2 separate regions of the Mus musculus genome follow, and region 1 is linked to region 2. A link is a contact called in public HiChIP or PLAC-seq data. All regions are on one chromosome and are shown on one strand. Each heading gives the region's core, a stretch centred on a gene start, on an enhancer-like site or on the middle of the called end of the contact. The rest is flanking DNA. Distances are from core to core; before and after follow the strand shown.

Region 1 (6,027 bases), core at 2,804-5,303, 1.3 Mb before region 2:
AGTGCCACCATCTTCTACCACATCCCCAAGACCTACTGAAGCTCCTGGAAGTGTGTCTGCAGGCAGCGAAGGCTGGTGGGCTGCCTGCTCTCAGGGTCTGGGACTTCTGGTGGTTTGTGGTGAGAGGACTGGGCATCTGGGCTGTTCTGAGATTTCTTCACTTCTGGTCACAAAGACTACAGTAAATGTCTGTACATCTCATCCTGGGAGGTCTGACATCCATGTTTGGTCAAACTTGACTACTCTGATGTAGACAAAAGGTTGAGGGCCAAGAGAGGACCACAGCCTGGCTCTGCTCTGGAACCTAACACGATGAATGATAGAGGCATGTGAATAATACTTGGGGTGCTGATGTTGAGTCATGATCCTATCACACTGCTACTAGGAAGGAAAACTGAAGCACAGACAGTCTGTGTACAACGATGCAAACACCAACACCATGAGGAAAAGACAAACGCCAACAGGTAGAGGGTTGATCCCTGACTCTTTTAGCCAGGTGTCACATGGTTCCCTGTTACTTCAGTGAACAGTAGACTCACTACTGGAGGCTAGCAACTCCCACCCTCACAAGAACATGGGCATGGGAAGAAAAGAAGGCGTTTAGAACCCCTGGGACCTTAAGCCAAGGATGCTAATGTCTAGGTACCTCCATCTGTCATTCTTCTCCTTTCTGCTGTCTTTCCTTGCATCCTGGGCAGCTCAATTAAGTCATTAATTCCAGAAGTACCCTCTGCAAACACCCACATTTAGGGAAGGGGGATTTGTGCTCTGCTGTGTGAATCTAAAAGGATTCAGCCTTTATGAATCCTAAAGACATGGAGAACCAGAGATGAGGGTGGTCTGACTTATGATTAAAAATGGAAACATCAGACAGGGATGAAAGTAAAAGAAGTCCAGGCTCATTAAGCTTTTCCCACGGTGCTAGCTTTGATCTGTGTTTCCATTTGCTGTCAACAGAGATACCTTCTGGAGGGGAAGCACATGCTCTGTTCATATCTTCAGCCCGTATCTCTCTGGTTGTGATGCAACTTGGCACTGGTCCCAGGGCATCCTGTACTTGTTCCTGCCACTGGGCCTCTGGCTTTACACTGCAATCCCAGGTATATATGTGTAGCTGAGTTCAGAGACTGGAATTCAGGGCAGTGTCAGACACAAAGCAATGACCCAGCTTATGTTTGTGGGATGGATGGACCTGCCACTACAGGATGCTTGTTTTTCAGAATCTGCTCGCTGTCAATTGGTTACATCTATGCTCTCTGTCTCTCTTTTCTCTCTGTCTCTCTCTGTCCTGTCTTTCTCTTTCCTGTCTCTCTCTCTCTCTCTCTCTCTCTCTCTCTCTCATTGGCAAGCAATAAGGGAGGGAATATTATGACCCAATTTACCAGAAATTCTTTGATTTGTTTCCATCTTTCTCTGAGCAGCAAGACCTTCAAGCTCTCTGCCGCCATGTTAATATCTCCAGTGATGCTATCTGGTGCTTCTGTCTCCTGCCAGAGACAACGCCTGCTCCCAGAGAGTTCCAGGCCTTGTCCCACCCTCTTTATGTCTGTTAAGGCAGGTTGGGAAAGGCAAAAACTTATCCTCTTAAAGCTTGAAGGTTTTTTTTTTTTCCCCAACCAGTACACCTTGAGAAAAAAAAATATGAGTCTTTTGCCAAACTTGAAAGTCGCTGTTAGGATTACTGGTGATACTCCGCAGAACAGGGCCTGCAGCATCACAGGACTAGGGCCCATGTCTGATAACCTGATTATGAAGTGATAAAAATTAAAAGACTATGTCTATTTCTCAGGATAGGAGCAGCTCTGGGTGCAGCATCTTCTGGAATCAATCTGTACTGTTGTCGTGGTCCTGTGGCTGCTTTGGTTTCTTAGTTTGATGGAATTGGTTTGTCGATCAGGGCAAACAAGTCATTAAATGGACATACCCAAGTTCATGGGTACATAGAATATATACGTGTGTAATTTATGCCTGATTATAATGTTCCCTCCCCCTTAACATTAGCAATTTGTTTTAAGCATTACCAACCCTTTGAGAATCACTGCACTGCAATTTAAGACCTGGATTTTAAATGAAGAAAAGGTGTGTGGGTGTGCGTCCTCATTCCACCCACCTGCAAGATTTATGTCCTTACAATTTGGATCATATGACTTACTGATGTAAAGAAGACAATGGATAAAGTTGGTGTGTGGAAGTCTCTGAAGGACCATGAAAAGAGAGACCTCAGAGAGGCAGTCTAATCTTCTATACTGGTCTTTGGGGCTGGAAGTTGATTAGAAAGCCTATAGGAAGGCAGTTAGCTGCTATGCACAATGTCAGATCTCCGACCCCCCACCATGCAAAAGGAAATAGGTCCTGTGGATGAGCCCAACTGCCAATTCTGGAACATTCTCTTTTAGAGATGATTGTTAACCATGTCAAAGACTGGAGGCCTGTCAACAACTTTAGTTTCATTTAATTTTGTGGGGTGTGTGTGTGTGTGTGTGTGTGTGTGTGTGTTGGGGCATGTTCTTGCATTTGGAAGCCAGAGGTCAATGTTGAATATTACTCAGTCATCTTTTGAGACAGGTTCCCACACTCATTCTGTAGCTTGCTGTTCCCCTAGACCAGTTGGCTAGGAAACCCAAAACCCTCTGGTCTCTGCCTCCCAGCACTGGAATTTTGGGAAATCCTCAAAGAACTAGACTTGTTTGTGGGCTTTTTTTTTTCTTTTAACATGGGTGCTGCTCAAACCCGGGCCCTTAGGCTTGTACAACCTGAACTCACTAAGGCAGCTCAGCAGCCTTTGTCTAGTGTCTTTTCTCTCTCCTTTCCCTGGACTCAACCTATTCCCTTCTCTCCCCTTCGACACTTCACTCTTGGAAGCAGAGCAAGGCAGACATGGTGCTGTAGCTTGACAGCATCCTCAGGAATTTTTGAGAAGTTGTGAGGTCCTAGAACTCTGCCCCCAGGGGTGGCATAAATGCCCTTCCTTTGGGGCTGGTGCAGATCTCACCCAGTGAGTTCCACCTATCTTGGCACAAAGATGAGTGACCACAAGAGAAGCTCGTCCTACAGCAGGTTTGTCCCAGTGATCCATTTCTTCCACACCCACTTACCTTCCTGACATTTCAGCACACAGCAGCACATCCCATCCCAGTCCAACGGCTGAACTGTGTAGGCCTGTCTTTAGAGCCCAGTCACCTAAATCAATTTAAAAAAAAAAAAAAACAGGAACAGATACCATGGTGGTGTGCATGAGATCACATTGCTGGGAAAATGGAAAGAGGAGGAACCCTGGGGCTTACTATCATGCAGAATGACTGAGGTCCAGGCTCAGTAAGAAACCAGGGTCAAATGATAATGTGAAGAGCAGCCAAGGAAGACAATGTCAACCCCTGATCTCCATATGTACCTGTCCATATGAACACACACACACACACATACACACACACACACACACACACACACACACACCAAAGCAAGGGGAAAAAAAGGAAGAAGGAAAAACAAGGACAGGAGGCTGTGGAGCTACAGAGGGGAGACCAGAAGTAGCTTTCATTTATCAAAAGACTAATATGTACCAAAGACTTTCTAATCCCTCCTGCAGACACTCTGGGTCCCGGCTGAGCTCCACAGTCACCTTCTTCTGACTGACAAAAATTCTGTAGGTCCATCTACTGTGTTTGATGTAGACTCTAAGGCTGGTGAATAACACAGAGAAAAGCATGACACCCCTCCCTGCTATTTCCCAGATCCACTTTGAGATCTCTTCCCTACCCAACGTGGAATCTAGCATGGGGAAGCCACCTCCTCTGGCTCCGCTTATCTCCTGGTAGCTTCTGAAGGTTTCAGCAGATCGGGGCCAGGTGTGATACACAGTTGGGCTGACTGCGTGTCAGCTTCAAAGTGTCTGGGATCCAATCCCCACAGGCCTCAGAAGGTAGCAGTTGGTCTGGGGATGTTGAAAACCGTACCTTTCCACTCTCTAATTTGCATGGGTATCTACTGAAAGTTGCTATGGTGATCCATTTCACCATAAGTTTCCGCTGAATCATCCTTACAGGGAGACCAAAGCCCAAGTATGGTTAGAGGACTCAAAGTCCCACAGAGAGAGGAGGCAGCTCCAGTGTTCGCTTATGACTCACTCATGGCGATGTGTGGGCCCAGCTGGGAGGAAGAGGAAATCTCTGTGGCAGATGTCACTCTCAGCTGGAGAATTTTAACCCAACAAGGCACACTGATATGGCCTCAGGAGAACCCAAAGACCCAAGAAGGAAGCATACAAGCTCCTTCCGGGAAGTGTTCTGATCACCAGGCCTTCCCAGCTATCAAGCTCCTAAGTGAACGTCACAGTTCAGAGAGCCAAAGACGAGTCTGTGATCAGCGCCTGTGTTCAGCATCTTACTCGGTATCTGAACAAGGATGCAAAGGGAACAGTAAAGATTCCTAAGTGACAAGGAAGAAGCCAATAGAAGAGTTGCTGTCCAAGTGGCCACAGAGGCAGGGCTCTACTTAAGAGAGGACTTGAGTACAAGGCAGTGACTGTTGCAGTGCTGGCTAGAGGTTGTGATACCTCTTAACCTTAGCACTGACTTCCTTAGACCAAGAACTGGAAAATATGGTGAGAGGAAGAGGGAGAAACCGCACCGTGGCACCCAGCACAGAGCCTGATATGTGCCATAGCCTCTGTTACTCTAGACTTCTTTTTCTCTCCTCAACAAACTGCTAACAGCTGCTCGTCTTGGCTGTGAATCGCACGTTAAAGCTGAAGGCCAAGTTGTTCATTTGTGCCACTAAAGATTTAAAACGAGTGGTTAGATGAGTCTTTTAAAGCCAACTTTATATTGGGCCTCTGTATATATCTTCACTTGGTATGCCATAGTGAGCATGTATACACTTATCTTTGTAAACACAACCACCTATGCACACCAAGTAGCCTAGCTGGGTCTTTGTTTGCCTCTTGGAGCTCTTTAGGGGATGTCACTGGGTTTGGGGTTGAAGATGAGTCGCTTGAAACAAAAATGGGAGTCTCCAAAGGGAATAAAGTCAGGGAATACTATTAAGGTATTGTTAACAAAGAGACGTTGCTTTCCAAATTAATAATGATCTTTAAAAACTGCATAGCAATATTCCCAAGAGTGCAGAGAGATGTAATTTTCTAGAAACTTCTTTGTATAGGAAAGCCTTAAAATATTTGCAACTTTTACCTAGAAATACAGGGGATTTTTTTTGTAGTGCTAACGCCCCCCCCCCACCCACCCAAAGGCTCATTCTGGGCTCTGTGTGTGCTTGACATTGTACCAATGCATTGTGATCTCTAGTTTTGATATATGCTATAGAGAAACTATCAGATCTCCAGCAATTATATTCAATGACACAATGACACACACACACACGTATATATCAAAACAACAGGCTTTTTTTTTTTGAAAATCTGAAGGGAAATTTACTGTTTTCAAATAAACAAAATAAGTGAATTACTTTAAAAACACACAGTTAAATTCTATATAATCAATGAACATATGCTGCCAGAACATTGAATAGCCCAAGGAATGTTTACATATTCAGAAGAAAAAGCAGGAAATATAAAAGTCTATTAGGCCTGATATAAATTATTATGGTATTAATTATATTCTGCATAGATTGTATAATGTGTATAATTTTATACAAAAACCCAACTAGGCTGCTATAGCTATTGAAAAATGTTTGAGGATGTAAGACTAACATAGACTTCTTCTAGCCCTTAAACTGAAAAAAAAAGTCTTTTTTTTTTTGTTGTTGTTGTTGGTGCTGTTTTTAATAATCAAGAGTTCTTAGGAAGCTTGATAGACTTTAAATGGATGTGGTAGTCCATATGTAAATGCCTGCCATGATCTGATACAGCTCAACTATCAACCTGAAAAGACCCAGGCTTTAGATTCAAGTGACATCCAATAGACTGATGGGTGTTGGGTTCGCTGGGCTTTACAAAACTGTCATCAGATGGGAACACATACTCTATAACATGTACATCAATAGCTACTAATGACTGGGCAAGAAGACAACCCA
Region 2 (6,136 bases), core at 2,075-4,574:
CGACCCCCACAGACAGGTGGCTGAACACCTGGCTCCCAGCTGGTGATTCTGTTTTGAGAGGTTACAGAGCCCTTTGGACATAGGATCTTGCTGACAGAAGACAGGTCAGCCCTGAGGGGCAGGCCTTGAGGACCAGAATCCGACTGCACTTCCAGCAGGTCAGTTTCCTGATCCATCGAGATGTAAACAAGGCATACGGCAAGCTCTTCAGTCCCCGAGCCTTCCCCACTATGGTGAACTGTACCTTCTAGAACCCTGAGCCTAGAATCACTTCTACCAGGATTTGTTGCCAGGACAAGAAGTGTACCTGATAATCTGATGCTAAGGTTCTGGGACAACGCATTAATACATTATTGTCCAGGTACAGTAATGTCCCTCCTCGGAGGATGTTGACATCCTGATCTCTAGGATTGTCACCTGACACAGCAAAGTGGATTTTGGCAATGGGGTCAAATGAAGGGTCTTAAAATGGAGGAAGGATGGTCTTGGATTATGGAGGGAGAGGAGAAATACTGGATATAATCACAATAGCTGATAGATGGAGGCACTGAATAGCTAGACCACTCTGGGAGAAAAGGTAGCTGGAGCAATGTACTGGAAAGTTAGAGGGTGGAGGATAGGGCTATGAACCAAGGGACACAGGCAGCCGCTAGGAGCTTTAGGAAAGAGAAGGAAATGGGTACCCCAACCCCCACCCCAAAGCCTCCAGAAGGACCAGCCCTGCTAGCACCTTGACTTTAGCCCAGTGAGACGAACTTAACTTCTGACCTCTGTTATCTGAGGTGCAGAAACCTAGTTTGTTTTAAGCCAGTGGGTACATGATACTCTTTCACTGCAGTGACAGGAAATGAATACTAAATAAATAGGGAAGGACCATGCGACAGATATGGCGTATACGTGTACAGTCTGGTTAGTCGGTCTCAGAGTGCCTGGCGATGACGCACAAGTGTTAACTGGCTCCATCCCTGACCGAGAGAAAAATACAAAGGAAGGACAAGAGGCAGGGGACGCTGGCCAAGCAGCAATTACACTTGGTGAAAAAGGAGTCTCGTGCACGTAGACATCAGCTCTGCAGGCAGAAAAGATGGTGTCTCTTGCCAAAAATCTGACTTGGCTCCTGGCTGAGACGTCTCTTGGAATGGATGTGTTACAGCGCTCCCCGATGTACCCGATACTCAGTTTGGTAACCGTACATGAACTCGGAAGGGAAATGTCTTCACTAACAGATAAAGCTGTAATGGCATGGGGTTTGTTTGGTCCTGTTTTGTTTCTTTCTTTGAATACACTGATGATCTCTCGGCCGAGACGAGCTTCTTAAACCCAGCTGCCGAGCTGAGAGAGTACAGCTGGTTACTCTACATCACGGCCGGCCACACATAAGAGAGCGCAATGCAGTTAGAGGACAAGATGGGGGGGGGGGCTTGCGGGGGAGGGGGAATGCAAAAGTTTGGGAGGGTCATCCTTGAGGACACGAGTGGCTAACAGTGAGAGGCCCTTTTGTTTGTTTTTGTTCTCTTCCCATTTTTAAGTGTGTATGTATGGTGCACAAGTATATGTGTATATTTGCATAAATGTGGGCACATGTGTGTGTGTGAGAGAGAGAGAGAGAGAGTGTGTGTGTGTGTGTAGGTCCTTGGTCACTATCAGGAAACACCCCCATCGATCTACCATACTCACTGAGGCAGGGACTCTCAGTCAAACCCAGAGCTTGCTGATACACCTAGTCTCACTCTCTCAGGCCGAAAGGGCTAGTGGGCCGCTGAGCCCACTGGCATTATGTGGCCACCAAACCAGCTGTACATCACATAGTCTAGTCCCTCAACATCTGGCTCCCTTTCTGAACACTGGGGCCTAGGCCTGAAGCAACCTCAGCAGCCCTAGTGAAAAAGCTATCAAGAGTGGCCTAGAATGTTCCATCTACGGAAGGAATGAAAACACTCTCCCTTCTCTTCTAACCTTCAGGGCTCTTTCCTACAGCTGAGAGGTTATTTTCCTCCACACACAGCCGTAAGCACCCTGATCCTAAGGGACTCTGCCTTATCATGCTTCCATCCATTAATTGGTCCATGCACAACAGACACAGAGCTGGGAATGGTAGCATGTGCTTAGGTCTCTGCACTCAAAGTCAGCCGAGCCTACGCAACCCCATGTGTAACAGGCCAATGTGGGGGTCACTGAGACGGCTCAGGAAGTGAGAGCGCTCACCATTGTGCCTGATGACCACAGCTGGATCCCAGAGACCCATACAGTAGAAAGAGAAGAGACTGTTAAAGTTATCCTTACACACACACACATACACACACACAGACACACACACACACACACACACACACACTCACACACACACACACACACACACACACTCTCTCACACACACACACACACACACACACACACACACACACACATACACTCTCTCTCACACACACACACAAATAAATGTAACTTCGAAATGTTTTAAGAGACAGAGAGTCTCTACATTTTACAAATGAAGAGCCTTATATTTAAAATACTAAAGTGGCCTGCCCTAGGTCACTGAACAAGTTAACTGTCATTCCACTAGTTTTCTTCCTTCTATGTCCCAAGAGCCTCCAGTCAAGGTGCTGACCCTCTGGGTGCTGATAAAATCACACGCCAGCATTGACTCATTCTCGCGTATTCCAGAGGAGAGGGGCTGCAAACCTGGACACTTAGTCTTAATACAGCAGACAGCCCTGCAAACCAGGAGTTTCATGAGCGAGGGTCCTAATGAAACAACTGTGATCTGAGTCATACAAGGGCTAACGGTTCAAGTCCCTCCAGTCCCTGTCTGTGATATCTTTTTCTGCTCCCAGGCTACAGAAACAATAACCAGACAGCCTCATTGGATTTGGTTTTTGTTTTTTGTTTTGTTTTGTTTTGGGGGGAGGGGTGTTGTTTGGTTTGTTTTGGCTACATGATGGTACTATCTGACTTCTAACCAAAAGGTGGGAAAAAAATCTTTCCAAACTAAAGACCAGTCAATGCCTACCAGTTATTCAAAGCGATCAAAAAGATGATCCCGGGGCCAATGCAGAGCTCCGGTGCCATCCTCGGGAGGACCTGTAAAGCACAAAGCTAGGGAACACCAACTTAGTATAAGGACTCATTCCGGGCCCGAGCATCCGCTGCAGAAATGGCTGCAGGGCGAGTGTCTGCAAGGGACCCACATCTCCATCCTGAACAACTGCGCAGAGACGGAGAACTACCTGCCTGGCCCATGAGCTGGAGGAAGTCACCTGGCCCGAGTCACTCAGGTAGGAAGAGGGGAGCAGTTTGAAAACTAGGTCACGCCTGCTTCTAGAGTCAGAACTCCTCGCCCGCCTGCCCCTCTCCAGACTGAAACCCGCCACCAATCAAGCCTGCCCTGCCTGTCAGCAGAGCTATTTTCGGCATTGGTACAATTTCGCTACGTGGGAGCCCGGCTTGTCACGTGAACAAATGCACGGGAAAGCTCCGGCATGGTGCGACTAGCTTTAACAGATCTGGGGAGCTGGGATGTGTATGGGGGGTGGGGAGGCGCCAATCCCAGAATCACCAGTTCCTGGCTACTGTTTACCAGCCTCTCAAACCCCATCGTGAGCCAGCCAGTGCTGAGCTGAGGGCCCCTCTCCCATTCCGTGCCCAGGATGTGAGTGTGCTAAGCAAAGCAAATAGCCTTGAAGCCTAGAGGACTTCACAGAAGCAAGAGGGGAAGTCAGGCCGGCTTCTCTCTCAATTGCCTCTTGATCACAGGATTGAATATGTACTTAGAGTAAGGGACACTTTGAGATAAATTAACTTCTAAGAGAAAGGGACATTTTGAAAATTAAATTATACTGCATGGAACGAGCAATCAATCAGCAATCAATATGTATCTGATAGCCATGCATACAAAATGAAAAGGCAATTCATAAAAGAATAAGTACAAATGGCCCGGCGTGAAGAACGGCTACATCTTGGGTATAATCGGAGGCATAAGGATTTAATTGACAGTTTTTTTTTCTTTTTCTTTATGCCCCTTCCCAAGATTGGCAGGGACACGGAGCAACAACTGGCAATCAGATTGGTACAACAATTTAGGGGTGCAGTGTCACAGATCAAGATATTAAGATTAGTGGGTAAATCCGTCGATTCAGCAATTCTCCTTGCACAAAATAAGGCTGCAGAATGTCACAGATGGGTACAAACATCTAATTGCAAAATGTCTGCCTCCATTCCGTGGCTATTAAAAAGCTGGAAGCTACCCAAATGTGCCACACTGGGGAGATAGCTGGAGCCATATAATGGAATAGTATGCAACCATTTAAGAGGTGGAATATTTAATGGTAAGGAAAGATACATTTCACAGCCCAGTAGAAGAAAAGAGGAAAGCCACTGCCTCGGATCACAGATGCTGAACACTGGCATATGCTTCCAACTGTAAGGATTTTGAATTGTTTTTTTTGTTTGTTTGTTTGTTTGTTTGTTTTCTGGTTTTTTTATCTCTATTTTCTACATTCCCCATAGACAATACATTTAATAAAATAAATTTAAAGTCACTTAAATGAGAGGACACAGAACACTAACTCCATGTAACACTTGGCTCCTGTCCCTCCCGACTCCATGAGCACCCCTCTCGCATGCTAACCTACGATGAAGAACCCCAAGCAAGCATCCGTGCCTTCACCCTTGATCCACCTGGGGCTTGGAAACTGCATCTGCCACAGCCTACCCTACAGCTCCACCCTCGGTCCCTAGACCATCGGGGTCAGTTCCATTCTAGACCTGGGTGCAGAGTGAGTGAGCTTGACGGGGTATGTGCCATTACTTCTGAGGTAAGGAAAGGGGTGGGCATAGCACATTGAGCCCCGGGCAGGAACTCACACATATTCTGTACCTGTCCAAGGACCTAGGCACACTTAGGGTACTGACCTCACCTCTCTGTTCTCCTACTCTGGCACCATTTTGATACAGCTGCAAGCACTGAGATGAGGATTTTAAAAGACAGCAGAGCCCTTCTATTTAAAATGCCTGTCTGTATGATATAATAACAATGCATAAACACTAATCTGGTATCATTGAGTGTAAAGATAAGAATGAGAGATGTGGTTTGAAGTTTCTTTATAACCACATGTGAATGCTGGCTAACTTTGTTTCTGTGAGATCGGTTCAAACAAAGAGCCTAGCTCTGCTCACCTTGCTAATCAACCTCTACACAGTGAAGGTGAAGCCCCAACTCAGTCTCCAGCCTCCACACAGTGAAGCTGAGGCCCCAGGCAGCCTCCAGCCTCCCCTCCCTCTCGCCTTTCTCCCCCACCTCCCATCGACATCTCTCATGCACACACAGCATCTAGATCTCCTTAGAATCTAGGAAGGAATCTTCCCCTTGACTCTAATGGCAGCTGGCTGAATACAGTATATAACAATATCCAAAGAGAAAGAGAAGTTAGACAGCCGGATAAACAAACACTGAGAGAGACAGAGCGGGCAGCGTGGCTCATGCCTTGCACATCATGCCTTACTCGTTCTGTACCCCAGAGTTCAGTTTGGCAAATCACTGTGGGGACTTCATTTGCTAAATCAAGGGAAATGATGACCTTCTTGGTAACCTATGGGTGTCTTACATTAAGAGACCCTTGAAAGAGGCCTCCGCGGCCCAAGTGCAATTTTGGAAAAAGTTGAGAATTCACACGGGGGTAAATGTGCATGGCTGAAAAGGCACAAGACAGGACAAGACTGCTTCACACCACCCAAGGGACAGCCAGGGGTCCCAGCTGCCAGCGCCGCCTTTATTATCAAGTCTGCAATAATTCCCAAAAGCCACCTAGTTTTAACAATTTATTTCTTAAATAATGAACACATCAGCGCTTGAGCGCACTGAACATCTTCACTCTGGTGCAACAGCTCTGCTCTGGAACAGGTTCACACCCGTGGCATTTTTAGGCTCACCCATGTTCAAAAGAAAGGGAGAAGTCACTGAGAAGGAACATAATACACGCAAGAGTATCTAACAGAGTTTTATCCTGTCTCCACTTAAAATCTGAAAATAGTTTATAAAGCCAAGCCTAAGGTCCTTTCTTCTGGGCCACAAACGACCTGCTCAAACTTTAATGGTAATACCCACCCCCCCAACTGTGCAGAGGACTGGTTGCCTGTT

Evidence for each region. HiChIP or PLAC-seq counts read pairs in DNA pulled down with a chosen protein or histone mark.
Region 1: an H3K27ac HiChIP or PLAC-seq map of SST interneurons shows a contact between it and region 2, with 7 times the contacts expected there. The contact joins two enhancer-like sites. A contact is called at or near these places in 1 of 15 datasets of contacts at CTCF or cohesin (the NIH/3T3 cell line), 3 of 115 datasets of contacts at active chromatin or transcription factors (SST interneurons, astrocytes and embryonic stem cells) and 1 of 9 other capture datasets (adipose tissue).

What each region holds. Positions count from the first base shown.
Region 1 is chr8:115,740,842-115,746,868 of GRCm38.p6, reverse strand. No RefSeq gene overlaps it. Among named protein-coding and RNA genes, the nearest start is that of Gm51552, 24 kb to the right of the region's middle. Within about 2 kb of position 4,053, at least 44 of the 459 cell types and tissues checked have an H3K27ac peak or open chromatin away from gene starts, as enhancers often do. A contact at or near this core is called in SST interneurons, where this site is marked.
Region 2 is chr8:114,453,494-114,459,629 of GRCm38.p6, reverse strand. The region is part of intron 4 of Wwox (WW domain-containing oxidoreductase); the gene reads right to left. Among named protein-coding and RNA genes, the nearest start is that of Wwox, 17 kb to the right of the region's middle. Within about 2 kb of position 3,324, at least 24 of the 459 cell types and tissues checked have an H3K27ac peak or open chromatin away from gene starts, as enhancers often do. A contact at or near this core is called in SST interneurons, where this site is marked.